Linked DNA regions of Sus scrofa: all the other regions are linked to region 1. The links are chromatin contacts, called in public HiChIP or PLAC-seq maps. All regions are on one chromosome and are shown on one strand. The core of a region is the stretch at or near the end of the contact, and the rest is flanking DNA. Distances in the headings are between cores, read along the strand shown. Region 1 overlaps RAD51B (DNA repair protein RAD51 homolog 2). Region 2 has its middle 120 kb from the start of ZFP36L1. Region 3 overlaps RAD51B (DNA repair protein RAD51 homolog 2). Region 4 overlaps RAD51B (DNA repair protein RAD51 homolog 2).

Region 1 (7,453 bases), core at 2,830-5,329:
GAAAGTCAGTGTCTTTGTCCCTTAGGGCTGCTTTAATGAAGTCCATCAACTAGGTGGCTTGTAACAGAAATGTATTTCTCAGAGTTCTGGAGGCTGGGAAGTCCAAGATCAGGTGCTAGTGTGGTCAGGGTCTGGTGAAGATCCTTTTCTCGTTGCATCCTCACCTGGTGGAAGGGGCAAGAGCTCTCTCTGGAGCCTCCTTGCCACAGGCACTAAACCCATCCATGCGAGCTCCACAGACCCTGATAATCCAGGGAAATGCTGCCATCTGTGATGTGGTCTGACTACGAGGATTGAGCCCAAGCTGAGAGTTCCAGTGATGAGGAAGGGTTCGCATGATCTATCAGCGACGTTTCCTTGTAAAAATTAATAAATCCTATTTTGTAAAAAGATTTAAAAAAAAAATCAAACCCACAATGAACTACCACCTCACAGCACCTGGGATGGCTATAAGATGGACAATAAAAAGTGCTGGTGAAGAGGTGGAGAAACTGAGGCCCTTAAACATGGATGGTAGAATGTAACATGGAAAACACTAGAAAACAATGTGGCAGTTCCTCAAAAAGTCAAAATATAGACTTCACCTAAGACCCAACGTTGCTCCTCCTATGCAGATTCGCAAGAGAAATGAAAGCATATATGCCCTTGCAAAAACTTGTATACAAATGTTCATTAGCACCATCATTTATGACTGCTAAAAAGTAGAACCAATGCAAAGCCACAGAGACAGACAGTAGATCAGTGATTGCTTGGGGCAGGGGAAGGAATAGGCAGTGACTGCCAATGGGTATTGAATTTCTTTGGGGAATGCAAAAGTTCTAAAATTTGATAGCGGCAATAGTTGCACAATCTTAAGACAAAAACATACTTCATTATACAACTTTAAATGGGTAAACCTCATGGTGAGTGAATTATATCTCAACAAAAATGCTAAAAATGTTTTCACAATATCATGCCAATTTGTAAGTTCTCTAAGTAATTTGCTGGTAGATGTCTACAAAGAAAAGCCTTCAGAGGCAGAGGCATGAAACACCTGAGTGAGGTGCTTCAAGTCTTAAATGAAGGGAGCAGCGGGGGAACCTTCGGAAATGGAAGAGGCACACCCACTCTAATGCAAGTAGCAGCCATGCGTGTCCAATCAACCGTCAACCTGCAAGAAGGCAGCCCAATGTTGCCAGATGTTCCAATTTTCAAGAGAAGTCAGAAGCTGGATTTTTTTTTTTCTTTAATGATGCTATCTCTCCATTTGTTCATATTGACGCTGAATTCATATTTTCTCAATGACATTATTGGAAGCGTTAAGTAAAATATGTCTGCGGGCCGGCAGAGCCCATGAGTGCCTTCTCGTGACCTTCGATCATCGGGTGCATCCTCCTTTGTTGTCAGCAAGCCTGACTGCATTTGAGGAGCTCAGAAGTCTTTATATATTAAGTAACCTCCACAACTTGGATCATTCAACCAGTTAACAAATATTTAGCACAGATCTCATGGGTGTGAGGTGCTGGAAGTTAGGGGCAGTGTGAAACAAGAGTATAAGTGCTGGCTGGTTTTTCATATATATATATATATATATATATATATATATATATATATATATATATAATTATCATCACAAACAGGAAGTCTGGCATTTGCGAGGCAGTTGGCTTCAGGAGCCTGCATGAGCCAGTTATGCACATGGCACTAAAACCAGGCTCCTAAGTCCGGGTACACTGCTCTTATCTTGTGATACTTAAAACTGGCTCTGGACTACTTGAATTGGTTTATTTTTTTTTCATTGCTTCAGTGAACAGCAGGAGGAAACAGGCGCTCGGTTTTTCAATGTGCTTATGAGCTTCAATTCAAGACGCAGTTCATTTTTCCAGAGTCAGAAGGGAATAGATACTTGAATCCAGGTGTTCTGTAGGCTGGAAGAGATTTAAATCCCCGAGTTGCCTCAAAAGCAGAAATGTTTTCCCCAATAATCTTCTTCTGAAGCAATATCCCAGGACAGGGAGTGTTGAGGCAGATGCACCTCTGCTCACATAATTGAAATAGCAGGTGAGTAAAAGGGGGAGGGGTCAGCTGATGTGATGAAGGGTCATACAGGTGTCCTTGAAAATGGGTGCAAACTGGAGAAGCAACATGTGTGCCTTCTCAGAGACTTAAGGGACAGATTGATACAATTAGCTCAGGGCTGCATACAAATGACACTCCTTTTGTGTAGATGTCTGCAAGTCTCTCTAGGGCCAGCAGTCACTTGGAATTCAGGTCAGCCAGGGAAAGCTGAGTGGGAACATGTGTTTCTGTGCCTCCAAGAACGACTCCCCAACTCCTTCCCAAAGAAGCACATGCAGATAATGGCCTAAAAGGGGTCAGTGTCCTGCTAGTGTTTGGCTGAGGCTTCCAACCTCATTTAAAAAAAAAAAAAAAAGAAGTTAGTCACGTGTAGGAAAATAACATAATCCAAAGTGTGTTCTGCCACAGAAACAACCAATATGGTTGCCAAACACCCAGGGAGAGATTCCTAAAAATCTACATAGCACGAACAGATTCCTGACCTACAATCTACACAGAATACACTCTCTACTGTCCTTGGCCCCCTTCCTCTTCAGCTTCATTTCTAATCATCTCCAAGTACTCACCTCTCACTGGCACCTTAATTTGAACTCAGCATGTCACAAAGGAACCTCGTCACTCCCCGAGGCTGGTCTTCCTCCTAATTTCTCATCGACAGCGTCATGCTTTTTCTGAGTCCCTAATCTGGGGCATCGTCTAAACACCCACATCTGTATCCAAGCAGTCACTGTCCGCCCATTTGACTTCCAAGGTGCCTCTCAAGTCTGCCCCTCACCTTTGCTCCTCCTACTCCCACTTTCCAGCTGGTCCCTTTTTGTGACCCTTTTCTCCCACCCCACACGACCCTCAGAATTCGCTTCCTGAAAACACAATCAAATGAGGTTATTCTTTCTTACAACTTCAGACGTGCTTACAGGGGAAGGCCTTAGTATGCTCCACAAGGTCCACCAGACTCTTAGCCCAACTTAACACACTTGAGCTCATCTTTTGCCACAACTCCATTTTTAAAACGTCTTCTACCTAAGCATGCTGTTGTTCCCTTTCCCACAAGCCATTCCCTCCATTGGTGATGCTCCTCCCACTTCTGTCCATCTGAGAAAGTTCTACCTATTCTTGAAGTTTCCACTCCAGTGTTTCCTTTGCAGAAACATTTGCTGTCGCTCCCATGCTTTCCCAAGTATTTCGCTCATGCCAATCACAAAGCACTAACACAACGCTGAACTGCCGTCAGAGGTGATGTCTTCTTCCCAAAGACGGGAACACTCAGGTCCTGGTAATTAGCAGTAAGTGTCCGTGAGCTGAATGACTAAACGCATCCCCAAAGCAAGAGAAGTGGACTTTCCAGGATAGCTAAGTGCGTCATGAATCTAAAACTAAACATTTCTTCTAAAATAAACTTCATGAGAAGGAATATCAGCCAGACAAAATAATGTCATCAATGTAAGTGGTCTTGGCTTAGACAACCAGAACTGACCTCTCAGTCTGTGAATGTGGTCTCTTAGGGCAACAACCAGTATGGTGCCTGACAAATAACAGCCCTGTATGAGTGGGTGCCGTTGTCACCAGAGGGTTCTATTCTGACCTTTAGTCCATCTAAATAAATAGAAAAATAAGCTGTCTACTAAGAGGCCTACAATACTTAACCTTACATTAAAAAAATCAAAATTCCCACTCACAGCCCCATTTCCTAACACAAGTGAACCCCCCACCCCCCCCACCCTATTTCAAATACATGAATGAGCTGATGGCCTAGGGCCATAGCCCGCATGCTGGCATCTGAGGACAGATACTTAAATGCTCTTGGCAGTATCTTCTAGGTTTTCCTATAGGCCAACATCAGGCCAATTTATCTGACCTCTTTGATCTGCACGGCTCCTCCAGGACCTAGAGCTATTTTCTAGAGGCCTGAATGAGTCAGAAGAAGAACATGATTAATCAACTTGGAAAGATTTGAAAGCTGGAAGAGAGCCATTCTGTGAGTAAAACCTCGGAGCTGTGGGGCTGCAGCCGTTGGAAAGTTAGGGGATTTCCACGGTTGAAGCCATGTGGCCGCCTGGCTATGGTCCCTGACCTTGCAATAAAGACAGAACAGACCTCGCCGGGTGATTTACCTCAGACAGGCTCCTATGGCTGCTGCCTTTGGCTGCTCGCTCTGACTTGACAAAACCAAAGTTATTTCCCCCTGAGCCTTAGGAACTGGCTCCGCAAATTCCCTCTGCTTTTTCTTCCCAATGGGTAGCATTCTCAGCCCCTTGGCTTCACTTTTATGTACAGAGAGGCTTATAATTAGAAGGGTATGTAAAGCATCTGGCCCAGGACTAGACAAACATTAGGTGGGTCTGCTCTTTCCCGGCACGCAAGGTGGATGGGACCCTATTGCTCTTCTTTTTTTGACAGCTGGGAAGCCCTCAATACCACTTGAAATCACTTTTCCTTAAGATGTGTATCACTTGCCACTGCTTCTCACTTGGGCGACTCACATTCTCCCAAATCTTTTATAGGGGACTGGATTCCTGAAGTGACATTTTTTTAAAGATGCTACTCTAACAGTGTCGGGCTTTTATTCCTTAAAGTCCTGCAGACACTGAGGCTGAGTAGGATAAATACATGTTCCCTGTTTGCTGTTTAATGTGTAATGTTTTATTGAGGCAAGAAAAGCGTCTCGAATCTCTGATCTGTCTCCACTGGTATGTCTCTACTTCCATTCTCTTGCCCTTCCACGTTTGGTACGCCCTTCCCTCTTTCTTCTTTCTTTCAGTCAAACACAGCAATCGCTTGGATTTTATTCCCATTTATTGCCATCTCTTTCCTGCTTCTGCTTTCTGTTCTATCACCGCACCCATAATAGGTTCTTTGTGTCTGCTGTCGAAAATGTGTCAGCAGGATCAGGATGTACTAATGCCTGACTGCTTGCTGGTCTCCTGTCCCCGTTTCTCTCTTTAATATCATCTGGTTTCCTTACGTAACTTCTCAGGACCTCGTCCATTAACTTAAGAAAGAAATTTAGGCGAAGGTGTTTAATTCTCTTCCCTATCAGAAAAATGAAAACTCCAAGTGTCTGCCCATTCAGCAAACTAACTGCCTGAATGCGGTCATACATCTTAGCTATACATGCAGACATATACATGTAAACTTTCACTGACAAAAGAGTTCTCATCCCTTGAGTCATGGTTCACAAGGCATTTGTTGAGCAATGCTAGCTGCTGCTTTTCACCGTGCTGGCATGGAGAGAGAGCCCTGGGGATTTTGCCTTTTGGCCCACAGATCAGTAAACACATTAGGGATTAACCGTGAAGTGATAAGAAGCTTGGGAGTAGGGCACTAGAACATTGATTTAGAGGAGGCGAAAAGAAAGGAATTTCAGGAAAAGGAATAGAAGTTATGAAATGGAAAAGAATTTTTAAAAGAATGTGTGTGTGTGTGTGTGTGTGTGTGTAACTGAATAGCTCTGCTGTACAGCAGAAATGAACACAACACTGTAAATCAACTATACTTCATTTAAAAAAAAAAAAAAAAAGCTATGAACTGTAAGACCAAATAGGGAAAAGAAAGGAGAGATGAAATAGAGTTAAGAGAAAAGAAGATTTAGAGAGAAAACACAAGACTAGATGAAGGAAGGCAGAGTGGTTCAGGAAAGAAAGAAAGCGGGCATAGAGCCATGAGAGCAGAAAAAGGTGGCCCACAGCTGGCCATCCACTTGAGAAAAAGCGCACGAAGGAACATACTTAGGAGTAAGTAAATACAGATGAGAAAACATTCCAAGTCAATGTGTCATCCGCATTTTAAAATCCCCTTTGTTATTATAATCTACTATCCACAATATGGCTTCTTGTTAGAAATCCCTCAGCCTATGGAAATAGAAATCTCTGTCTTGCTGATCCTTTTGAAGTGAGTTACTCTCATCAAAGCCCGCAAAGACTCAAATCCTGTGGATTGACACAACTCAAAAGTGAGACAATCGCTTAACCGGGAGGTTCTTGTGACAGTTTACTTCTAATAACTGGCCTTAATTTTGGCCTTCCAGAAGGGATGACGACAGTGATGATGGTGATTTTTATCACAAAGAATTTTTTAAAATTCATGTTGCTCCAGGCAACTACAATGACCAGTGATGCCCCTTGCTAATGACTGGTTTAAATTCTAAAAGTACGCTGGAGACAAAAGGACGTGACAATTACAGCTGAGCACTCCTGAGCTGGGACAAGCATCTGCAGGGCACATCCTAAGACGCAGAAACCCCTGCATGGCTGTTCATTTCTTGGGCTGTAAGCCTGAATCTTTTCCTCCCCTGCACAGATCTGTAGTGGACATCTGCTGCCTTTGAATCTCCCTTTCTTTTGGTAGAAATACCATGGTTTGGGAACTCTTGTGACCTTTGTTGTAGGCAGTGCTGGTGGGACTCTCATTCCAGGTGCAGGTGATTCCTGTAGGCAAGCACAGGCTTATAACCCAAGCCAGCCAATCAGATTCTCTCCTGGGACTCCGAATAATTAGCTGAACAATAAAGATGTAAAAAAATTCCTGGAATGGATTCATTCCAGAAGTAGTACTGTGAGGTATCTATTCGTTCCTGTTTCCTGGATTCCTAGAGTTGTCCTGCTCTGAAAATATATTCACTCTACTTTTCCTTCAATTCTATGACCCATTCCATATCCCTTCAAAACTTGGGGGTTTTTGTTTTTTTTTTTTTTCCTTTAAGGTAGCGAGAGTTAGCTTCTGTTAACATCAAAAACTCTCAACTAATACAACCCACATTATATTGAATCAAAAAGTCATCTGCATAAGACTGCCCTACAATTTGATGCTTTTTGTAGCCTCTCAACTGGCTACAGGCCTGCTCTCTGTGTCTACCCAGCTGAAAGAAGCGAACTTGTTCTGAAGAGCAGGGGCAGAATGCAGAGACTGGCTAGAGGTGAGTTGAGTTTCCTCAGCCTCGTCAAAAAGCTGAAATTTTAATAAGAGATGAAGCTATAGCCTGGCCCATGATGGCACCAGAAGCTGATCACGAACAATCATTCTATCAAACGTTAAGTCATTAATTTAGAGATGAGGCAATCCAGAAAGCTGTGGGGGATACAAAGATACAGAGGTACAACACGGTTCTGATCCTGGCTCCCAGCTGAAGACTTGTCTAACCAAAAAGGTCTAGCAAGCCCCACACTGGACCTGGGATACCTGCCCTGTTGGTTACCTTCCTGGAGACAGAGTGACTGACCAGCTGAAGAGGAAGCACTGTCCAGCATATGCCAAAGACCTTGTAAGAATGGAGCTGAGTCAAGGACTGGAGACTGGGGCCTAGTTACCCCAACACCCTGAAGACTGCCTTTTTTTTTTTTTTTTTTTTTTGCCATTTCTAGGGCCGTTCCCGCGGCATATGCAGACTCCCAGGCTAGGG
Region 2 (7,453 bases), core at 1,502-4,001, 430 kb before region 1:
CTGTCGATGGACATTTAGGTTGTTTCCATGTCTTGGCTATTGTGAATAGTGCTGCAATAAACATACATGGTTGCATGTGTCTTTTTCAAGGAAAGTTTTGTCTGGATATATGCCCAGGAGTGGGATTGCTGAGTCATATGGTAGTTCTATATTTAGTTTTCTGAGGTACCTCCATACTGTTTTCCATAGTGGTTGTACCAATTTACATTCCTTCCAACAGTGAAAGAGGGTTCCCTTTTCTCCACACCCTCCCCAGCATTTGTTATTTGTGGACTTATTAATGATGGCCATTCTAACTGGTGCGAGGTGGTGCTGTTTTTTGTTTTTTTTTTTTCTTCAAAAAATTGAAATGCATAAGGATCTGGCATTGCTATGAGCTGTGGCGTAGGCCTCAGCTGGAGCTCCAATTTGACCTCTAACCTGGGAACTTTCATATGCTGCAGGTGAGGCCCCCAAACATAAAAATAAAATAGTTAAAGGCAAAAAAATGTGCAATGCATTTCTTTTTTGTTGTTATATTTGTTCCTATCCCATCCCTTAACCCCTAGACTCAGCCACCGAAGGAAGTGGTTTCAGGAAACGCAAGAGATCCTGTGTTGCAGCAGGGGCGGGAAAGGGTGCCCAGATTTCACATGAGGAAAGGGGCCAGATCTGTGTTCTCCATCACTGAATTCCCAGTACCCTGCCCGTTGCAGCATGTAGAGGCTCAGACTAAGAGTTGGTCACAGAGAGTTCATTTGCGTTGCCCGAAATCCCACAGTAAATCAGCAGCAAAGCTGGGAGGAGACGCTGCTCTTTCACCTCACAGCCAGGTCTTTGCAGGAAGTCACTGCATCCTTTGGATGGCTTTAGGTGTCAATTAGCTGTCCCCGGGGAAGCAGGAGGCCAGAGCTGGGACATGAAGCTCAGGACTGGCTTCGAGATTGTGCCTTGGACAGGATGGGCAGGGCTCAAAGGCCTGGAAGAGCTGGGAAGGCCTTGCTTTGGGTAAAATTGGGCCTCCCTGCAGCAAGTGGCATGGGGATGGACTTGGCCGTGAAGTTGGAGTTCCCCTGACCCCAAAGTCAAGCAGCCAGATTAGGACTCAGGCAGCTACAGAAGCTCCCAGAAAGGATCTTCTCCCAGCCCTGCCCTGTGGTGCTGAGGCTGGCTTCTCTGAAGACAGGCTCCAGACAGCCCAGAGCAAAAGCAGTGCCTCTGCCCATTCCTCCCTTTTTTTTTTTTTTTTTTTTTTTTTTAATTTTTTGTCTTTTGTCTTTTTTTTTTTTTTTTGCTGCTGTTGTTGTTGTTGCTATTTCTTGGGCTGCTCCCGCGGCATATGGAGGTTCCCAGGCTAGGGGTTGAATCGGAGCTGTAGCCACCGGCCTACGCCAGAGCCACAGCAACGCGGGATCCGAGCCGCGTCTGTAACCTACACCACAGCTCACAGCAACGCCGGATCGTTACCCCACTGAGCAAGGGCAGGGATCGAACCCGCAACCTCATGGTTCCTAGTCGGATTCGTTAACCACTGCGCCACGACGGGAACTCCCCATTCCTCCCTTTTGGCCTCTATTCTCTTTCTTAAGGAGAAGACCTCCTGCTTTTTTTTTTTTTTTTTATCACCTGGGTTCAGACAACCCCTTTCCCCGTGGACAGTTCTGACTAGACCAGAATGTGAGCAGGTGGAAAGCTGCGACTTTCCAAGAGTCTCTCTGTTTGGACTGACCGCTCTGCGCATCCTGATCCTGAGAGCCAAGGGAATGAGGGTGCGGCAGAGAGGCAGCCACTGCACCAGGCTTCAGAACAGCTTCGTTGGCTGTGCCTCAGTTTCCCCACCAGGAGCCTGGCATGGAGGGGTTTTGCAAAGCCAATTCGGGGAAATTCCTGAGACTGGAGGCAGCTCTGGTCCTTTCCAGATCCTCTTCTTCAGACTTCCCCAGAGTCAGATGTCCAGCCACACAAATTCTTCTTGTCCATTCTGTGGCCCAAACAGCCTAGGGCACGTTGGAGGCTGGAGACAATGGTGGTTTCGCTGAGGCCATCAGAAAAAGCGTGCTCGGCCACAGGCTGGGCCCATGCGATGCTCATGAAACTGGAGGGGGCTGCCCAGCTTCCCTGTGGGACAGAGCTCGCTCACTGGGTCCAGCAAAGGCCTCGTTCAATTGGCCTGTCTTCTTTCCTCTCTGCTGGGGGCTGTCCTTCTCCTTCTTTCTCCGACGGCCCTCTTCTTTCTAAGCTCTCAGCACCATGGAACTGCACGGCCTCTGAGACCTGGAGCATCTCAAAGAGCCAGCTTTTTTCCAGCCAGCTCCATCGCTGTGAAGAGTCTGAGGGCTTTTTCTTTTAAAGATAAGTTGGGGAAAGGGTTAGAAGTGCTGAGAAGTCACGTCTGTTTCTTCTTTCTTTTCCTTTCCCCCTCTGGGGCTGAGAGACTAGATTTTTTTCCTTTTTACAGTACATTTTGGCAGGCCCCATTTTTTTTCTGACAGAAAAAAAAAATAACAGGCATATTTTGGGCGATTACTCAACTGGGGTCCTTTGTGACAGGATATGCAGCTGCGTGACTAATGGAGCTGGCTTTCTCCTGGCTTCCTTCCCCTTTCAGAGCTCTTGTTTACTGCCCTATACAAAAAAAAAAAAAAAAAAAAAAAAAAAAAAAGCCATAAGTTACAGATTTTTATAAAAAAAAATGCCTCGTGAGATACTCAAAGGCAATAAATCCTCTGGATATTCCATTTCCAGGGCTGCAAACTCCCCGCCCTCTCCCACTTTTTCTTTTCAAATGTTCAAGCTCTTGACTCACAACATGTGAATCTTCTCCCACCCCACAGGCCCGCTTTCTTGTGAACATATGTCCAGCAGATCATCTATGTGAGTGTGTCTGAGTGTGTGTGTGTGTGTGTGTGTGTGTGTGAGAGAGAGAGAGAGAGAGAGAGAGAGAGAGAGAGTGGGGGGTGGGGGAGGGGTGCACGATGAAAACCATATTTTTGCTGCTTAACTCAGCAATTGCTAAAGGAAGGAATAATGACTTCCAGGGGCCTCGGGACATTTTTTTTTTTTTTTCTTCTTTTCCAAGGCTTTTGTGTTTCCATAATCTATGACAATTTTGTGGTGTAAGCAAAAGTTATTAGGAAACATGGAACTAACTACACGGGGTAGGGTATGTTCTTTGCAGGGACGGATGGTCTCTTTACAGAGGAAATCCAAATTTGGCTGGCTTTGGAATTCAGAATTCTTGGGCTTCCCATAGAACTTTTGGGAGAAACTCTCTAGCTTGCAGTGTTTGACCACTGGAACTGGCCTTTGGTTTTTCTAGAGATCAATCAGTTTGTTATTTGAGGAGGTGTCTGGCCTAGGGATGGGAAAAGCTGACTGACTCGTTAGGATTGATGGAGACAGGTGGGTGCAGATGAGATGCAAAGTTGGTGGCCGAGCGATGGGTGGAGTCTTGTGTGATCTGGAGGAAGTCACTTAATATATGCAAGTCTCAGTGGCTCCTACGTTAAAATTAGGATAGGGAGTTTCCGTCATGGCGCAGCAGAAACAAATCTGACTAGTAGCCATGAGGATGCAGGTTCGATCCCTGGCCTCAGCAGAAACAAATCTGACTAGTAGCCATGAGGATGCAGGTTCGATCCCTGGCCTCGCTCAGTGGGTTAAGGATCTGGCGTTGCCGTGAGCTGTGGTGTAGGTCGCAGACAAAACTCAGATCCCATGTGGCTGTGGCTGTGGTGTAGGTTGGCAGCTGCAACTTCCATTTGATCCCTAGCCTGGGAATTTCCATATGCTGAGGGTGTGGCCCTAAAAAACCAAAGAAAAAAACCAACAACAAAAAAATCAGGGTAGAGTTTCCTCTCCTCCAGGTTGCTGGCAAGGGAAGGGAGGTGGTAGAAGTTCAAGGCACGGGGGAAACTGGACAGAAAGATGCAGGGCTTAGTCCTAATGCTTCTTCCTCTGGGGCCGGCTCAAGCTCTCAACAGAGGAGAGAGCCTTGTTCCCTGGGAACTCTGGTGCCATGTGATGAAGGGGAGAGTGGTTCTTGACACAGTGGCCCAGGACAGAGTATTTCAGGGCTGTGTTCCAGGATGGTGCCATCTTCAGGTTGGCCCACTCCTTAGCTATCTTCCACGCGGGGCTCAGAAGCAGAACTGATCACGTTCCTTTTCTACTTAAGACATGAGCTCATCAAACCTAATCAGCAGGCACCACTCACCCCATCTTGCCCGCTTTGTTTTTTGTACCTGACTCATCCTTTGCCCGGACTCTGCCCATGAAGAGTGAACCCAGACACAGGTCCCTGTAGCCCCTGGCACAGCCTTTTCCCTGAATGTTGTTTGGAGGCTCGTCTCTTCCTTTATCTTCTCTGTTCTTCCTGTTCCTCGCTGTTAGACCTTGCTCACTTGTCATCTCTTAGAAGTTTTCATCTAAAACTTAGCCCCTTGCAGACTCCCCACTGATTAAGAACCCCTCAAATGGATCCTCCAGATCCTCCAGTAAGCCCTAGCAACTTATCTTTTTCACCCCCCATCTCGCCCCCCAAGCTCAAGTCTCATGTCCTTGGCTCAGGCAGTTGACCTGATTTCACTAGAGGGTAAACTGAGGCACCAGCCAGGGAACTCGCTGGCCAGAGATTTCATAGCAAGTCCTCGACACAGACAAGAATAGAAACCCCACATCCTGATTCCACTTTGCCTGGAGTTTAAGGAGGCACCATAACTTGGAGGTCCCAGAATAGCTTCTCCCAGGCTGACCAGCTGTGAAGTGATGTGTTGCAAGGGTTATTTTTTGCCTTGGCTTAACTCTTAAAAAAACACCCCAGACTCCTAACATCGGCCTAAGAAAATCCATTTCTCACAATGTCATCCGCTCGCCAAGTTTAAACCTAGTATATTACATCATGAAGGCCTTTGGGCCTCACTCTCAGCTTACAGCGATGCTCAGGTATCTGAATTAAGTTCAGAAATCACAGTTTATTGAAGGAAACAGATCATTAAGTCACTCGGCTGGACTGAAGCCGTCGACATTGCTTATTTGGAGAAGCTGAGCATCGACGAATATTCTCTTGATTCCTGTGGACCGTTTAACAGAGGGTGTGGCCATCAGACGGCGTGAGGCCCGTAGGTGCTAATTAGGACGAGGAAATGGACAGTGGTGTGCTAGAGCTGGCTTGCCTTGGCTGATGGTACATTTTTTTTTTTTTTGTCTTTTTTGTGTCTTTTCTAGGGCCGCGCCTGTAGCATATGGAGGTTCCCAGGCGAGAGGTCCAATCGGAGCTGGAGCCGCTGGCCTACGCCAGAGCCACAGCAACTTGAAATCCGAGCCGCCTCTGTGGCTTACACCACAGCTCATGGCAACACCGGATCCTTAACCCACTAAGCAAGGCCAGGGATCGAACCCGCAACCTCATGGTTCCTAGTCGGATTCGTTAACCACTGCGCCACGACGGGAACTCCTGATGGTACATTTTTAGGAATTTTGCAAGCTGCTTGTTCAATACAGCCATTATGGCAAATTGAATTATTTAAACTCTGAATGAAATGATACTAAAAGCACAGGTAATCAATACTAAAAACAGATCCTATCCTAATGATCATATCCTTTACTACTCTTTCTATTATCTGTTCTTTTGAGTTATTTGCTATTACATCAATACGGTGGGAGTACTACACAGTGGCTGTGTTTCTGTGCTTCTCTCCCCAGCTTCACATTCAGCAGCATCACATTAGGTAGCTGGGAATCAGCCATGGTGAGATGACTTGCCCCATGGAAACTGGCACGCTCTACAAATTGGGCCTTGATTTATGGCTTTGGTGATTGTCTAGACATAAGAAAGTGATAGAAAAATGCTAATAAGGCAGATGAAACCTGAACGTGTTCCGTATCTGTAGCAATGACATTGTGAATGACACAGCAAATCGAGGTCCTATTCCTCCAGCATTCCAAAACGATTATCTAATTCAGCAAAGAGGTCACTTCTGACATTGACAAATGGGCGAAGTTCTGAAATCCATCTTTGTTGGTTTTTACTCTTGACTTCTTATTGTAAATGCAATTAGCAACAACCACCATTCATGTCCGTTCTACCTGGGGGAAGGCGATTGTTAAACACTGACCATCCCACTACTAGACAGAGGTGCGTATGGATCGCAGCTTTGGGGTCCCAGAAGCGAGATCCTTGTAGAAAACTTACAACTCAGCAGTGAGGGGCATGTCTGGGGGACAGGGTGGAAGTGGTGATGTTAACTGCTGGGAAGAGGAAAATACAGATGAGGTGGTTTAGAGCCAGCAGCGGAGACCAGCCAATCAGAACAGGCATGTGGGAAATATACTAGAGAGGCTCAGTGGAAATTGTGCCCCTGCACCTCCCCAAGGTTAGGGAGTAGAAAAGCCATAATCACTTCTAAATTCAAGATGAGGGTTCAGACCATATTATTCACAGTGCCTTCAAGTTCAAAAGGCCTTTCTTCTGCATGAACTCATGTGACCACTGGCACGGAACAGTGAAGTAGATAGGTAAGTTAGCTACCAGCATCAGACCCATTTGACAGATGGGAAACTGAGGCCGTGGGTGGTAAAGTTGTTGGCCTAGGGTTCCTCTTTCTACATAAATGGCTAAGCTGGTGCTTGATGGAGAAAGAAATAGCACAGACTTTGGGGTCGAATGGACATACCTGGGTTAAAAACCCAACCATGTCATTTATGGAACTTCAGTAAAGTCAGTTTACCTTTCTCAGTCTTGTTTTTTGCTTTTACCTTACAAAATGAGGATGTTCACAAGTCTGCAGCAGGGGTTTGTTTAAAAGAGATAATAGGAAGTGAAAGACTCCGTACTTTGGAGACAGCTTCTTCTCCCTCACCCCAGGATATTTACAATGATTTACATGTGATTCTGAAATGCAGTATAGGACTTTTTTGGGCTACACTCATGACACACAGAAGTTCCCAAGCCAGGGATCAACCCCATGCCATAGCAATGACCTGAGCCACAGCACTGACAATGCCAGGTCCTTAACCAGGTGATGCACCAGGGAACCCTGGCATTGGACTCTTGGCTAACACAATTACTTCTCTAGTTACATTTATTTATTTATTTACATTTTTCTTAGATTTAGGTAAAAGTGGTCTGCATGGCTTTAGGCCAAACCAATTTTAGGAGCTGGGGCTGGGTCAGGCAGGAGAGGGCCAGAAGAGAGCTAGCCTAGGATTCCGATGTCATAAAAGACTGCTTCACTCACTGGTTATGGGAGAGAATCCATATCTGCTACCATGATTGGCAAGGCTGGTCTGTGTGATAGGAGCTGGCCCTCCACGCGGTCTGTGCCTTTCTAGACCTCAGCCACCATGGCACCACTGGCAGAAATGAGGAGACCCTGCCTCTTATCCCTCTGTCCCCTACAGCACCCACCCCATAGGAAGCAGACGTCTCAGGCCATTCCTCACCTCCCTAAGTGGGGAGGCGGCCCCTGTACCC
Region 3 (7,453 bases), core at 2,184-4,683, 290 kb before region 1:
CTGACTAGGAATCATGAGGTTGAGGGTTCGATTCCTGGCCTTGCTCAGTGAGTTGAGGATCCAGCACTGCCGTGAGCTGTGGTATAGGTCGAAGACTCGGCAACTCAGCTCGGATCCCAAGTTGCTGTGGCTCTGGCATAGGCTGGCAGCTACAGCTCTGATTGAACCTCCATATGCCACGGGTGCAGCCTAGAAAAGACAAAAAGACAAAAAAGAAGAAAAACTAGAAATCTCTATTCTTATGTGAAATCTCTCAATTGTTAATGTTAGAAACTAATTCAAGATTTTTGTTTGTTTGTTTGTTTTAAAGCATGCTAGCCAAACAAAATATTTGGGCACACTGCAAGCCTGCCCCTAGCACTTGCAGGGCCTGGGGCTAGAGTACAGATGGAGGCCTGCGGTATCACGTGTCTCAATATTGAAAAGGTATAAATCAAACTCACTGCTAAACAAAATTCGTTCTGTCTGCCTACAATGAAAAAACATGCCTTCCTAATTACTCGGAAGCCAGGTGTGAATGCAGAATTCGGGGACACTGTGGAGATCCGTATAGAAATGGGACAGCGGCACCTGGCCCTTCTCTTCCTACCCCTGGCTCTTCCCTGCCTTGCCAGGGGCTTCGTACACCTGCATGGACATTTCTGCCCACACGTCCAAGCCCATGCATCTCAAACGGTCACCCCTGGGCTGTCCCTCTGGCTTAGTGGTGCACACACCAAGGATGTAGTCTGCTCTTGGGGGGACAGGTCCAAATGGGCTTGGAGATCCAGAGTGTGGTCTAGCAGGAGGAGCGTGGGCTTGGGGTGGTCACTTCTCTGTGGTTCACAGGGTTAGACAAGGGCCAGAGTGATGCCCTTTAAAGTGTGGGATCCAAGGAAAGGGCTCCCCTTACCAAGATCTAAATGCAGAACTGAGCAGTTCCCACTCGTGGCTCAGGGGTTATGAAACCAACTAGTATCCATGAGGATGCGAGTTCGATCCCTGGCCTCGCTCAGTGGGTTAAGGATCCGGCGTTGCCATGAGCTGTGGTGTAGGTCACAGACATGACTCAGATCCCACACTGCTGTGGCTGTGGCGTAGGCCAGCAGCTGGGAACCCTTAGCCTGGGAACTTCCATATGCCGCAGGTATAGCCCTAAAAAGAAAAAAACAATTGCAGAATAGGCATCAGTTTGAGATCCCTGACTTAAATAACCAAATGCCGGCAGTGAAGATATCTTGATTCTTTGCCTGGTTTTATGACTAACTAGCTACGTGACTTTGGGTAGATCATTATCTTTTCATGAAACAGTTTCTGCATGAATCAAACGGGGACAAAATACCCCCCTGAGCAACTCAGTTGAGGAATAAAACGAGATTGTGAATTGAAAATACCTAAAAAATAACAACTGAATGGAGAAATAAAAAAGGATGTTTAAGAAAATAATAACTGCCACAGACACACATTTCATCAAAGGGAACAATGCAGGAAGGTCTCACTCAAAATATGTCATTATGGAGTTTCTGTTGTGGCTCAGTGGGTTAAGGATCCAATGTTGTCTCTGAGAGGATGTGGGTTTGATCCCTGGCCTCGCTCAGTGGGTTAAGGATCTGGTGTTGCCGCAAGCTGTGGCACAGGTCACAGATTCGGCTCAGATCCAGTGTTGCTGTGGCTGTGGTGTAGCCAGCAGCTGCAGTTCCAATTTGACCCCTAGCCGGGGAACTTCCATATGCTACAGGTGCAGTTGTAAAAAGAATAAATAAATAAACTAATTAATTAATTAAAAAACCTATTTTATCCTAAGACATGGGATAAATCAGTAAGAATTGAAATGACAGGATAGAGGGTCCTCCCTCTTTCCAACAGTTCCTCAGGATGGGTCTCTTATCACAGTGATCTTAAAGGCCATTGTAGAAATAAACCAAACCAAACCAAACCAAAATCACTGTGGATTTCAGTGATTCATGGCTCTTTCCCTAAAATAGAGCAGCCTCCCCCCCCTTTTTTTTGGCCTTTTTGCCTTTTCTAGGGCTATACCCATGGTGTATGGAGGTTCCCAGGTTAGGGGTCTAATCGGAGCTGTAGCCACCGGCCTACACCACAGCCACAGCAACTCGGGATCCAAGCCACGTCTGTGACCACAGCTCACGGCCACGCCAGATCCTTAACCCACTGAGCAAGGCCAGGGATCGAACCCGCAACCCCATGGTTCCTAGTCGGATTCGTTAACCACTGAGCCATGACGGGAACTCCCAGAGCAGCCCCTTTTAATCAACATTAAAGCAGGCTCTCTTTTGAGGGATACATGTTCTGATACTAGTTATTCTAGAAACGCTGGACCTTGGTTGTTAATGAAAGAAAGCCAATGAGAAAGGGGCAAAGGGAAAAGATGCTTTAAAAGAGGAAGGACATAGTAAACATTTCCCTAAGATGCTAAATCCATGACAAGTCAGGACTTTTAAAGACGTGAGGAAAAATAAACCACAGAGGGAGACAAAATTGTACAAAGGGGACTTGGTATACTAGGACATACTGATGTGCTGGTAAATTTCAGAGTGCCTTCCAAAGTATTGTTTGCTATTGATAATCATGCCAAAGCATGCCTGGCCCAATACTGAAAGATATCTTTCTCTTTAGACCAAGCCAGGACTGACTCTGAAAGCAGAGCCTGCGAGGAGATAAGGTTTTACCTCTTCTGAAGCATCCCTGGAGGCGTTGGTTGCCTTGCAACGTCTAGGATCCATCTCCCCTGCCAACCACACCCTATGTTCCTTTTGGGGGGATGATCTCTTCCCCACGGGATGGTCTGTGGATAGAGCTGGTTATCAGCGAGTGTGACCCAAGTTAGGGCCATCAGATGTCTCCTCAGGGGACTACGAGTTTTGAGCAGAGGGACCAAGAGAATGGAAACATGAGGGATGTCATCCCATCCCAATGGAACATCCTGACCAGACTTTTGTGACCTCTGCTGTGGTTCTCAAATTTCCTAGATTCTGGAGCTGGATTGCTTCTTGTCCATTTCTGACTGGTTTTCCAGTCTTCCCTTAAGCCCATGGGCCCCCTACACCCTTCTTTTCAACTCCCTTTGGCTTATGTTAGCCAGAGGTGTTTCTGTTGCTTACAACCAAAGAAGCTTCATGGACACAATGATACCAAAGCACCATAAGCCCTGACCTCCCGTCCAGTTTACCCAGTATTTATGGAGACCTTCCATATACCTTAACCTCAGAGAGTGTGTATCTCGCTAAAGGATATGATGCAGAGCCTTAGCACACAAACACCGGCACTAGCCCAGGTTTCTTCTGTCCTGTCACATGTAGTCGGTTTCTAAACTGCTGGAATGTTCGTTTCGTTTTTCATTTCATAATATGAGCAAGGCATAAAATGGCCAGATGACTCTCAGCACTTCAAAGGGCACTCCCAGAATGAGTATGTAGCTGGAGTCAGTATGACAGTGAGTCAGCCTGGTGAGCCTGCTGTAAGATCAATGTGTCAATATCACATGCTTAGAAACTAGGTTCCAATGCAACTGCCGGCCCTTGAATAAAGCGAGTGGAAAAGGCCCAGGGTTTGCCAGGTGGAACTAAAAATAACAAAGGAGGGAGATAAGCGGGGGAAGGTGGGGGGTGTGTGTGAAGATATGGAGGAAGGAAATGAAAAGAACTAGGAACTGACAGCAAAAAGGGCTTGGGTCATCATGAGAGGTGAATAAGACGATATGACATCAGGGGCAGCAAATCCCTAGACTAGCTTTTGAAATCGGTAGCAAGATTTATTGCTTAACGTTTAACCTCGTGGCTCTTACGTCACTTATCATCACCTGGGCTCTTATCTTGATAATGTTCTCTATGTCCGCCAAGCACAGGTAGGTGGGGGTAGTTTAGAGGTTGACAATACAGGGGCTCTAGGGCCAAACTACAGCTGGAGTGTGTTCCAACGTCTGCTTTGCCCCTTGCCAGCCCTATGTCCTTAGTGAGGCAAGTTGTTGAACACCTCTGTGCCCCAGTGTCCTGCTCTATTTAAGGGGGTGATATTAATAATACATATAAAGCACTTAGCACACCCTGGCACATTAGTGCTCCACAAATATTAGCGACCGTTATTCATTCCACAAATATGTATTGAGTGGCTATGATGTTCTGGTCCTTGGGATACGTCAGTGGACAATATAGATAATGATGCCTGCCCTCGTGAAGCTTACAGGCTAGTGTGGGTGGGAGCGAGGGCAGAGACAATCAAATAATGTTGGTGCTATTATTAATATCTGACCCAATGATTATCTGGCTCAATATCCACCTACCCCACCAAACTTTCTGGAACTCCTTTAAGTCCTTATTTCTCCTTTAAACATTCTGTTCATCTTGGTGCCTTTCACTGAAACCTATTTGGCCCTGAGGATGTGGTTTTTCTGATGGCACTCAAAAGTGGGTTAGGCTTTCTCTCTCACTGGCCACATATGCCAGAGCCTGAAGCTAGAGAAGCTAGTTTCCTTGATTCACTGCCACCTCCGCTCCCTTTCTCCTCCTCATCCTGTAAAAGCCACAGTGAATCCTCAGACTATAGGACTCTTCTCCCATCCACAACCTCCCCATCCCTCCTTTAGCGAACTCTGGAGCTCCTAACTCTCCCTTTTCCCTTTCACTCCTGTATCTGTCATCGTTCTTCACGACTGCAATAATCTTGGTCTCTGAGTTCCTTGGCTTTCTCACTTTCAGTGATCTGTTCCTCCACCTTCCTGAGCCACTTTAAAATGACCATAGCCTCGACCTTGTCATCACAACCTTTCAAGTCTAGATTTTATTTGTCATGGGATCCAACCACCAGTTTTTTCTTTCCAGTTAACTTTTTCTAGTATTTCTCCTCCATCAAATAAGATCACTTGCTCGTTTTTTTTTTTTTGTTGTTGTTGTTGTTTTTGTTTTTGTTCTGTTTTGTTTTTAGTTTTGTTTTGTTTCCCTTTGTTTTGTTCTATTTATCACCTTCTCTCATACCCTTGCTTTTCTCTTTACCCATCATCAATTTTATGGTCCATTATCCTAAACTCTGCCCAACACACGTCCTCTACTTGTCTGCCCCTCTCTCTTCTTGCCAAACTTGTCTAGCGCAACCACAGTGAATTAAACCCAACAACTGAAGAAAATAATACACTGGGCTGACTGATCGCGTTTGAAATCTACAACTACTGCAGCTCTCAAATGAGTACTTTATATTGTCCAGAAATCCTACATTGTGTCCCTAGTAAGTTCATTCTCATTTTTCTGAGATCACTCTTCATATTTCTTCTCCCTCTCAAGCCTTCAATGATCACCTTCTTTCAGCCGATGATCTCAACTCTTGTCTCACTGAGAAATAGAAATAGACAGATACTCTTTCATCTCCCCCTAGTGACATCTGCAGAAGTACGGTGTAGTATGCTTCCCTCCCATTACAATGGAAGTGTCCCTTTTCCTATCAAAGTCCCCCTCCCCCACTTGTGTTTTGGAGCCCATCTTCTCTTGATGTCTCAAGGACTTGGTTTCCAAGGTCACCCACCTCTCTGATCTGCGTCATCAGCTTCTTCCACACCACTGAGTCATCCTATTAGCATCAGCAACGCAGTGTCCAGGTATGTCTCATCTTTAAAAATCTTCCCTTCTGATACAGCCTTCTACTCTACCTATCATCCTATTCTCTCACTCCCTTCTAATTAGTTTTACCTTGTGTGTATGAAATGTTGTTGACTTTTCAGACTTTTATAAAAAATGCTTATTTTATTTATTTTAGCCAAGCCCATGGCATGCAGAAGTTCCTGGCCAGGGATCAAACCTGTGTCACCCAAGCCACAGCAGTGACAATGTCAAGTCCTTAACCACTAGGCCACCAGGGAACTCCTAGTCTATTTTCAGAGATGTTTTGGGTTCACAGCAAAATTGATCAGAAGGTGCAGGGACATTCCCCTGCTTCCTACATATGCACAGCCTCCCACATCGTCAACCTCCCCCACCAGAGTAGCACTTTGGTTACAAGTGATGAACCCACACTGACACATTATCGCTCAAAGTCCACTGTCTGCAGTAGGGTTTGCTTTGGTGCTGTACAAATGCATAGTGGTTTGGGTTTAAACAAATGTATAATGACGTGTATCCATTATTATAGTATCATAAAGAATAGTTTCACTGCCCTAAAAATCCTCTGTTCTCTGCCTATTTATGCCTCTCTCCCACCTCGTCTCTGGCAGTTTCAGTGCTGACGTTGTATTCAGCAAACTTGCTGAACTCTCTTATTATTCAAAATAATGTTCCTATACTATGGATTTTCTGTGAAAATAATCTGACCCTCTTTAAAGGAAAGTTACTTTGTCTCTTTCTTTCCAATTGTAATATCTTTTCTCTTTCTTTTCTCTGAAATATTTCACTGGTAGGACTTCCAGGATGACTTTGAATAATAGGGGTGATATTGGGAATCAATTTTTTTCCCTGATTTTAATGAGAATACCATTGAGTGTGATGTTGTAGGGGTATTTGTTATACATTCTTTATCAAGTTAAGGAAGTCCCCTTCTATTCTTAGTTTTCTGAATGTTTATAACAAAAGAAATTTGGGGTTCTATCAAATGAGTTTCCTGCAACTGTAGAGGATCCTAAACCTTTTCTATTTTAATTTATTACAGTGGTGTTTTATATTAGCAGCTTCTGATATTGAGTCGCCCTTGCATTTTTAAGGTAAATTTCATCAGGAGATTTTAAACACACACACACAACACCCCACCACCACCACCACTATCATCTTTGGTTAATATCTTATTTAGGCATTTTTCATCTGTATTTATAACAGACTAGTCTATAATTGTCCAGTCTTAGATTTCAGGCCAAGTTTATACTAACCTCATAAACTGGGTTTATGCGCTTTTCCTATGCTCTAAGATAGTCTGTATAATATAGAAGTTAGCTGTTCCTTGATGGGTTAATACAACATTCCTGCAAAACCACCAAGGCCCAATGTCATCTGAGTGGAAAAGTTTTTTTTTCTTTGCTTTTTAGGGCCTTACCCGCTTCATGTGGAGGTTCCAAGGCCAGGGGGTAAATTGAAACTATGGCTGCCAGCCTACACCACAGCCACAGTTAAGCAAGATTCAAGCTGCATCGGTGACCTACACCACAGCTCACAGTGATGCTGGATCCTTAACCCAGTGAGTGAGGCCAGGGATCAAACCTGCATCTTCATGCATCCTAGTCAGGTTCATTACCGCTGAGCCACGAAGGGAACTCCCAAGTGGAAGATTTTGAATAGTGATTCAGTTCCTTTCTGGGTTACTGACTGATGCAAATTTTCCAATTAATTATCATTGATTTGGTTTTGAAAATTCATTTTTCTGGAAATGATTGATTTCATCCACTGGCATCAAGTTGTTTATAGAGTTGTTCATAAAGTTGCTCCTCCCACTTTATTATTATTTTTTTTTTCATCCCAACTATATCTGTAGTTATGAGTCATGG
Region 4 (7,453 bases), core at 2,884-5,383, 270 kb before region 1:
GCCATGGTGCCAAAGGACCCACTCTGAAAATGGCGGAGGCTTTCAAGACTCTAGGGATTCAGAAATGGAAGAAGAAAACAGCTGCTGCATAAACAATGGAAGGAAGATGGAGCAGGAGCCGAGGGACAGCCCCTCAACCCCACCCTTCAAAATGTCTTCCCTCTCTAAGGCGGCCAGGTCTCCTGAAATTCCACAGACGACAGATTTAGTTTTTGCCTTTTCTCAACAGTGTATCTCAGTGAGGACTAGCTGGTTAAACAGCATCCACACATCAGTGTGAACCGGTTAACTTTCTTCCTGACACTGACCCACTTAGCATCTCCGAGGGGCCAAGGAACCTGGGACCAGGGAAGAAAGACACAACAACAGAGTCATGAAACACTGTCTGGGACAAAGCCAGTTGTTTATAGTCTGAGAGCACTCGTCTGATCCATTTGCAGGCCCACAGCCTCATGGGACAAGAACAGGTGGGAGTCACGTGTTTTCCGGGTGCTGAATTGCTTTTCTGGTTTTGCTCTTTGCATGTTATTGGCTCCAAAGTGCAACTGACCACCCTTTTCAAATGGCTTCCAGGACTCCTGCCTCCTCCTCTGCCTCGGAGAGCTCCATACTGGCAGCCCAGGGTGCAGGCCCCAGACCCTGCCTCTCCTCTTAAACACCATTCCTAAATGATTGCACTGGGACCTTCTAATGAGGACTCCAGGCTGCTTCCGTGCTGCTGACTCCCAAGCCAACTTCTCTCCTGATTTGGGAAAGAAATTCAGTTGCCTACTTGACATCTCCTTTCAAGTGTCCCCACCTGAACTCTCAACAACCCTTTATCCTTACCCCATACCTCCAAAAATAACCAAAAAAACCATCAATAAGATTTCCGTGTAAATGTTCTCTCTGTGGATGACCTTTACAACAGTTGACCTTTCTCTTTGTACCATGTACTTTTCTTTCATAGCCTTTAGGACAATATATAATCACATATTTATTTCTGTATTGTGTATACTACCTGTCTCCCAATAGACTTTACACCGACAAGGATGAGAGAAGGGGCCATCTGCTTCCTGTTCTTCCCCCACACCCAGCCTAGTGCCTGACACACAGCAGGTCCTTACTAGACAGTTGCTGAATGAATGAATGATTTCAAAGTGGAGATGAGGCCTTGGGTCAGGAAGAGCGTGTCTAGGTGTAAGAAAGCCATGAAACCTGGCAAAAAATACTTGAGATTACATCTTGTTTTCCTAAAGTAGGCCATGTAGCCACTTCCTCCTCCCACATGATAAAGTTTCATGTTCAAAAAAAACCCTGAACAGTTAGAGGAAATATGTAGGCCCTGATCATGAACTTGACAAATTGCTGCAAGTCTAAATGTCTCATATAGGGAGCGCTCAAATTATATTCATCCATATGGTCAACTCTCAATTATCCATTCCAGTGGTTAATCTAATAGCCAATAATCTAATAGTTTCTAATTTAATAGCTTGCAATCTTGAAAGTTTTACATGTGACTATGGATTATGTTTCCAAATTTGCATCAGGATATAAGGAGCTCTGATGGTTTAGGAATTCACGTTACTTTGAGCTTAGGTGTCCAGTGTCACTGTCCCTATTAAGTCACAATGGCCTATTAAGGACTCCTCTGGGCTCCAACCACATGCAGAAGAAATACTGCCCTGTGCTTGGGAGAAAAATGCATGGGTTTTTTTGGTCATCAGAACTGGAGTCCAAACTCCAGCTCTTCCATTAATCCAGCTCTGTTTTCATGTGACCTGGTCTCATCTTTGCTTTCTCATCAATACCTACCTCCCAGGACTGTTAGAAAATGCAGTCAAATTCTCAGGAAAAATTAATCTGAACGACTCCCTGCAGTTGATGCAAAACAAGTCAAAAGCAGAGTTGGGCCCTCTGTAATCTTTCTGTTTCATATCTGAGGAAAGAAAGATTTCTCTTCTTCTCTTTTTCATTCTGCTTTAAAGGCCCTTCTCTTCCAGGCCCAATAGGCTAAAGTAAACAAGGTCCTTGTTTCATAAATCATATCTGGTTGTGAAAGCTCCTGCTAATGCCTGTACAAATCTGAAAGATAAATGCTGTCCTGGGCAATCTAATATAGAAACTGATCGTGGGCCCTGCCTGGCTCCTAAGTCCCTATTGATGGTATGAATGGCGGTGGCTTTCTTCATGTTAATGCATGTGTCTGGGCTTTTGCTCACGTTGTCTGGAGTCAAAGTCTCGGGGTTAGAAAGTGGAGAACATCCTGAGAGCCAAGGAAGAACCAATCATGTTGTCAGTGGGTGGATGGGACCCCAGCGTTCCCACCTCCTTTTCCTGTCATGAAGTTTATATCTCAAGGGAAAACAGCTGTCCATGCTCAGGCCAACTGGGACGGAGGCCAGCTGTTCCTTCCAGATGCCAAAAGCCAGATGTACAGCCCCTTCTTCTCTCCCACTCCCTAGGCCTCAAGTCTCAAACTTGAGCAAATTTATTTGTAACCCTGCTAAAAATGCATTTTTCCCCCCCATCCCAGAGACTCTGACTCAGTTAGTTCAGGCTGGCGTGGAAATCTGCATTTGAAATAACACCACCTTTACCACCCCCTCTTTCCCCCCCCCCCTCCCCTAGGAAGTTCAGATATAACTGGTCTGAAAATCATACTTGGAACAAGGGTGTCTCCAGTGAAGACACTGGCATGCTGGTAAATGTTTAACAACTAGTTTTAGAGGGGAGAAAGCCTGGTTGGTAGCATGCTGATTTCTGTGATGTAAATAGCCCCATCATGGTCGGGTCAAGCTACCAACACGACATCTTGATCTTGAAGATGGGAAAAGGTGTCTGCAATCAGTCCTTACCACGGCACAGGAACTGGCTTAGCAGGCCACTGGATGGGAGCCTCTGGATGCCTCTGCATGGTGGGTCCCGGGCTCTGGCATAGAAAGGCCACTGTTCAGCCGGCAATGTCACATCCCTTAGTTGAGTTGTTTGTTTGTTTCCCCCTAAATCCTCAGTGCTTTGAATAGTTTGTTTCAGAGGCTGGTTCCCAGAGACCTCTAGGGGTTCCAAAGCAGAAGAGAGGATAGGGCGAGAGCTCCAGGAAAGAAAATACTGTTCGTGTGGGACGTTGGCCTCTGCCACACTGTCAACCTTGTTCAACCCAGCTTTCAGCAGGGAGGCGGTTTGCAAACACCTGCCTCTGCCTCCGTTTGATAAGCTTTCTTGTCGACGTGCATGAACTCGATCCTGCTGACCTGCAGGATGATGAAAAGGCTGAGTGTTGGGGACCTGAGGGGATGAAAGGGGCTTGGAAGAGAACCATGGGGTGGTCATATGACCCAGGGTCGCCAGCGGCTTCAGGCGTCCCCTTTGTCTCCAGGCTCCGGCCCCACGTTGGAAGGTTTTGGTGATTTCCTCCCACCCCCGACTAGGCGAACAGATGTGGTGAGGTCTCCAGTTCCCAGGGCTCTGCACACAACTGCTTGTTGTTTCTCGCCCATAGACTGGGGCCGTGATCACAGACGGAACCAAAGAGCCAATCACTCACCAAAGAACCAAGCAAGCCCAGTCAGGTGTCAGGTCAAACCCCTTCAGTATGTCGGCAGAAAAAAGCTAAACTGAAATAGGCTGAAAAATAACCCCGTCCCTCCTGTCTTGCTCAGAGTCCACTGCAGGAATGCTGAGGGGCCTCAGGAGAGGCAAGGCTGCCGGCTCTCCCACAGGGATAAAATCCTTGTGGATGCTGTGACCATTGGGACAAATGCAGCCTGCTGAGTCTCTCATCCTGATGGCGGTACCACTGGTGTGGGTGAGACCCTACCCACTTCAAGCTTGGAGCTCGAAGGACCCCTCTGCTCTGAAAAGGATGCCTTCCGAGGTCCACTGAGCTTTCACTGCTCATTGGACGAAAAGGAGCGAAGAAAAGCAGTACAAAGCAAAAGGCACAAGAGTTAGCTTCCTCATTCCTCCTGAATTGTTCAACCCTAATTGTCCAAGTAATTTCTCAGAGCCTGGCTTCCTCCCACATTCACATTCTTTCACAAGTGGGGCAAAGAGAAGCATAAAAGACCCTAACTTCCTTCTATAAAGAACTCATCCTATATCTGATCCATCCACGAGAATAAGCCAGTGTCTAATAAGCCACTGTTTCTAGCTGATGCAATAGCCGGCAGCCATGACAGTCTGACTCAAAGACCTGGCACACGCATGTCTTAGGGTGAGTGTGTAGCACATTCACGCCAAATGCTAGAAGCGATGCAACAGCACCCATTTCCCTAAAGGAATGGGTATTTAAAGTGAGGTTTATGGACCCCAAGACCCTGAGAAGATAGCTGCAAGGTCCAAACTACTTTCATCATAACTCCAAGATGTTATTTGCCTTCTTCACCATGTTGACATTTGGGCAAAATTGCTCGTGCCAGACACCATACTGCTGGTCATATTCTTCACTGCCATGAGGTCATGGGACCAAAAAACAAATGAATAAAAAACAACAACAAAAAAAGGCAATCAGTTAAGCCTGCCCAAGCTGAAAGAGTAAAAATTATGAATTTCATGAAATCTTGCCCAAAGTGCGACATCTTTTTACTAAATGTGTGTGGTTAATTGGAAAGTAAGCATTAAGAAAGCACTCTGGTGGATCCTGAAGTACAACAGTTGTTTGGAGAAAAAGCATTTGTGAGAGTGAGTTGCGAGCTGAACTAGCACTTTTATGAAACACCATGTTTACTCGAAAGGACAAAATCGCCACGGTTATGAGGACTTGGTTATTTGACAGCTGTTTTCCCCTAAATGAACCATTTGAATTTGTCACTTCGAGAAAGATAATTGACCGTGCTTGTTGCCAAAATAGAGGCTTTCAAGCAAAAACGAGAGTTTATGAAAACTTGTATCTGCCACCCTTTCTGTACTTGGAGATGTTTCTGATGAGATCAGTGGTGATATTAACAAATGTGAATTTTTAGTTTTCATCAGGAAAGAGATGAAATTCAGATCTGCATTAACTTAGTGAAGCAATATTTTCCAAATGACCATGCAGAGTATTACAAAATCATGCACGGGCAAAAGAGCCATTCAAAGCGCAAGACAGACCAAACAGATTTTAATGTAACTGAGCACAAAGAGTTCATTGACATAGTTTCAGATTCCATACTGCAAGTAACCCTTAATAAACTGCCATTTGTCGGGCTCTGGTATAGTGTCAAAGAAGACTATCCACAATTATCTGAAAAGGCTATTAAAAATATTCCTCCCTTTTCCAGCTACATATCTATGCGAGGCTGGGTTTCCTTTATAAACTTCAACCCAAACAATATTATCACAGCTGATTGAACGCAGAAGCAGATATGAGAATCCAGCTGTTTTCTATTAAGTCAGACATTAAAGAGATTTGCAAAAATGTAAAACACTGTCATTCTTCTCATTAAGTTTTGTCCTATTTTATTGTGGGAAACAATTATTTTTACAGGAAGATTGTGTTATTTCAAATTTTTGAACAAATCTATCAACTTATCAGTTTTTATGAATTCATGTGAATTGATTCATATAAACATATGTTAAATGGATTAAGAAAGAAATATTAAATATTTTTCTGGGATTTTTTTCTTTTTTTTTTTTTGGCTGTGCCTACAACATGTGGAAGTTCGCAGGCGAGGGATTGAATAGCAGCAACCTGGGCCCTTGCAATGACAACGCCCGATCCTTAACCCACTGTGTCACAAGAGACCTCTCTTCTGTTTTAATTTTTGCCCTGGTAGATGATTTAAATATCTATCACCGCAGAGCAAAATATCCCAAAGCCTTGTGGGTTAAAGCAACAGCGATCCCTTGTCACCCCTCAGAGTTGCTGCGGATTTAGGAATCCAGGAGTGGCTTGGCTGGGCTTTTCTGGCTCAGGGTCTCTTGAGAGATTTGGGCCATGAGGCTTGACGAGGGCTGGAGGACCTGCTTTCAAGGTTGCTCACTCACAAGCCTTGCGACTTGTGGCTGGCTCTTGAGAAGGGCCTTCGCTCCTCTTCACATAGTCTCGCCCAGGGTACTCAGAATATGGTGATTCGTTTCCTCCAGAGGAAACAATAGAAGAGACCAAGTAGAAGCCCGTAGTCCCTTTCATGGCCCAGCCTCTGAATTCACACATCCTTACTTGTGCCATTTTCTGTTGGCACGTAGACCAGCCCTGATTCAGGACACAATGGGCATACATGCTGGGAGATAAGGATCCATGGGGGCTATTCTGGAGGCTGGCTACCCCAGGATCTACCAACGGATACAACCACATAAACAAAGGCTTTGGGGTCTTCATCAGATTGAAAATCTCCTCCTCCCCCGCGCTCCTCCTTCTCCTCTTTGCTGCTGCTTTTCCTCCTCCTCCCCCTCCCCTTCCTCCTTCTCCCGCTCTGCCTCTTCTTCCTCCTTCTCATCTTCTCCCTCCCTCCTCTCCCTCTTCTTCCTCCTCCTCCCCCTCCCCCTTCTCTTCCTCTTCCTCCTTTTTCTCCTCCTCCTCCTTCCTCTTCTCGTTGCTTTATAGTCATACCATCGCTCAAGCAACTTCTTCCTCACCCTCCATGAGCTTAGGGGCAGTTCCTTCTAGCTCTGTTTCTTCTGCAATTGAACGTAGCAGGTGCCCCCTTATGAGTTTAACCCTCCCTGCAGCCTTAGCCTGTTGGATGTTTTGCCTGGTGATGCTTGGGGCTCGCATCAGCTCTCGCCCTTCTCAGACCAGGCTCCCTGAATAGTGCAGGTCTTCAAGAGGGGGTCACTGGCAGGCAAACTTGGGTCACTGATGGTAGAAGAAGAGCAGTTCCGAGCCAAGTGCCTGGAGGCACTGGAGAGAGCAGTGAATGAAACAGGCCAGGGTCCCTGCCCTTGAGGAGATTACAGTTCCAGAAGTGAGAAGTGATAAAAATAATAATCACAACCAATACACAATTTGGTACAGTCGACCCTCTGCAGGAGTGCCACCTGCCGATATATGGATTTGGGGATCCACAGGGGTTCCTGGAAACAACTCCTGTGGGCACAGAGGGGCAACTGTGGCATGTTAGAAAGTGATGACTTAAGGGGGGAAAGGCAGAGTCAGGTCACAGGAAGTGGGAATGCAAGGGGTACGGGGAGAGCTTGAGATGAGCTAGGCGATCAGGAGGCGCCTTGGTGAGAAAGTGACATTTTAGGGAAGACTTGAAGAGGTGAGGGAACAGCTGCAGCAAAGGCTCCAATGCGGATGCGTAGCTGGTGTTTTTGAAGAAAGCAAGGAGGCCAGTGTGGCTGGAGGAATAACCAAGGGGGAGAGGAGGGGGTGGGAAAGTTGCCGCTAACAAGGGCCGGATCCTTCAGGGCCTGGAGGGCCACTGGAAGGACTTTGGCTTTTTACTCTAGATGAGATGGGAGTGATTTAGGGGTTTGAGCCAGAGCATGTTGAGAATATACTGTAGGGCAAGTAGAAGCAGGGGGACCAGTTAGTGGGAAGTAGAATGAG

Evidence for each region. HiChIP or PLAC-seq counts read pairs in DNA pulled down with a chosen protein or histone mark.
Region 2: a contact with region 1 is called in an H3K27ac HiChIP or PLAC-seq map of alveolar macrophages. The contact joins two enhancer-like sites. A contact is called at or near these places in 2 of 47 Hi-C or Micro-C datasets (liver and skeletal muscle) and 2 of 2 datasets of contacts at active chromatin or transcription factors (alveolar macrophages and skeletal muscle).
Region 3: a contact with region 1 is called in an H3K27ac HiChIP or PLAC-seq map of alveolar macrophages. The contact joins two enhancer-like sites. A contact is called at or near these places in 3 of 47 Hi-C or Micro-C datasets (fibroblasts, liver and skeletal muscle) and 2 of 2 datasets of contacts at active chromatin or transcription factors (alveolar macrophages and skeletal muscle).
Region 4: an H3K27ac HiChIP or PLAC-seq map of alveolar macrophages shows a contact between it and region 1. The contact joins two enhancer-like sites. A contact is called at or near these places in 2 of 47 Hi-C or Micro-C datasets (fibroblasts and mesenchymal stem cells) and 1 of 2 datasets of contacts at active chromatin or transcription factors (alveolar macrophages).

What each region holds. Positions count from the first base shown.
Region 1 is chr7:91,943,122-91,950,574 of Sscrofa11.1, reverse strand. The region is part of intron 8 of RAD51B (DNA repair protein RAD51 homolog 2); the gene reads right to left. Among named protein-coding and RNA genes, the nearest start is that of RAD51B, 350 kb to the right of the region's middle. Within about 2 kb of position 4,079, at least 42 of the 83 cell types and tissues checked have an H3K27ac peak or open chromatin away from gene starts, as enhancers often do. A contact at or near this core is called in alveolar macrophages, liver and skeletal muscle, where this site is marked.
Region 2 is chr7:92,374,174-92,381,626 of Sscrofa11.1, reverse strand. No RefSeq gene overlaps it. Among named protein-coding and RNA genes, the nearest start is that of ZFP36L1, 120 kb to the left of the region's middle. Within about 2 kb of position 2,751, at least 44 of the 83 cell types and tissues checked have an H3K27ac peak or open chromatin away from gene starts, as enhancers often do. A contact at or near this core is called in alveolar macrophages, liver and skeletal muscle, where this site is marked.
Region 3 is chr7:92,228,656-92,236,108 of Sscrofa11.1, reverse strand. All of the region lies in intron 11 of RAD51B (DNA repair protein RAD51 homolog 2), which reads right to left. Among named protein-coding and RNA genes, the nearest start is that of ZFP36L1, 260 kb to the left of the region's middle. Within about 2 kb of position 3,433, at least 25 of the 83 cell types and tissues checked have an H3K27ac peak or open chromatin away from gene starts, as enhancers often do. A contact at or near this core is called in alveolar macrophages, liver and skeletal muscle, where this site is marked.
Region 4 is chr7:92,212,226-92,219,678 of Sscrofa11.1, reverse strand. The region is part of intron 11 of RAD51B (DNA repair protein RAD51 homolog 2); the gene reads right to left. Among named protein-coding and RNA genes, the nearest start is that of ZFP36L1, 280 kb to the left of the region's middle. Within about 2 kb of position 4,133, at least 13 of the 83 cell types and tissues checked have an H3K27ac peak or open chromatin away from gene starts, as enhancers often do. A contact at or near this core is called in alveolar macrophages, where this site is marked.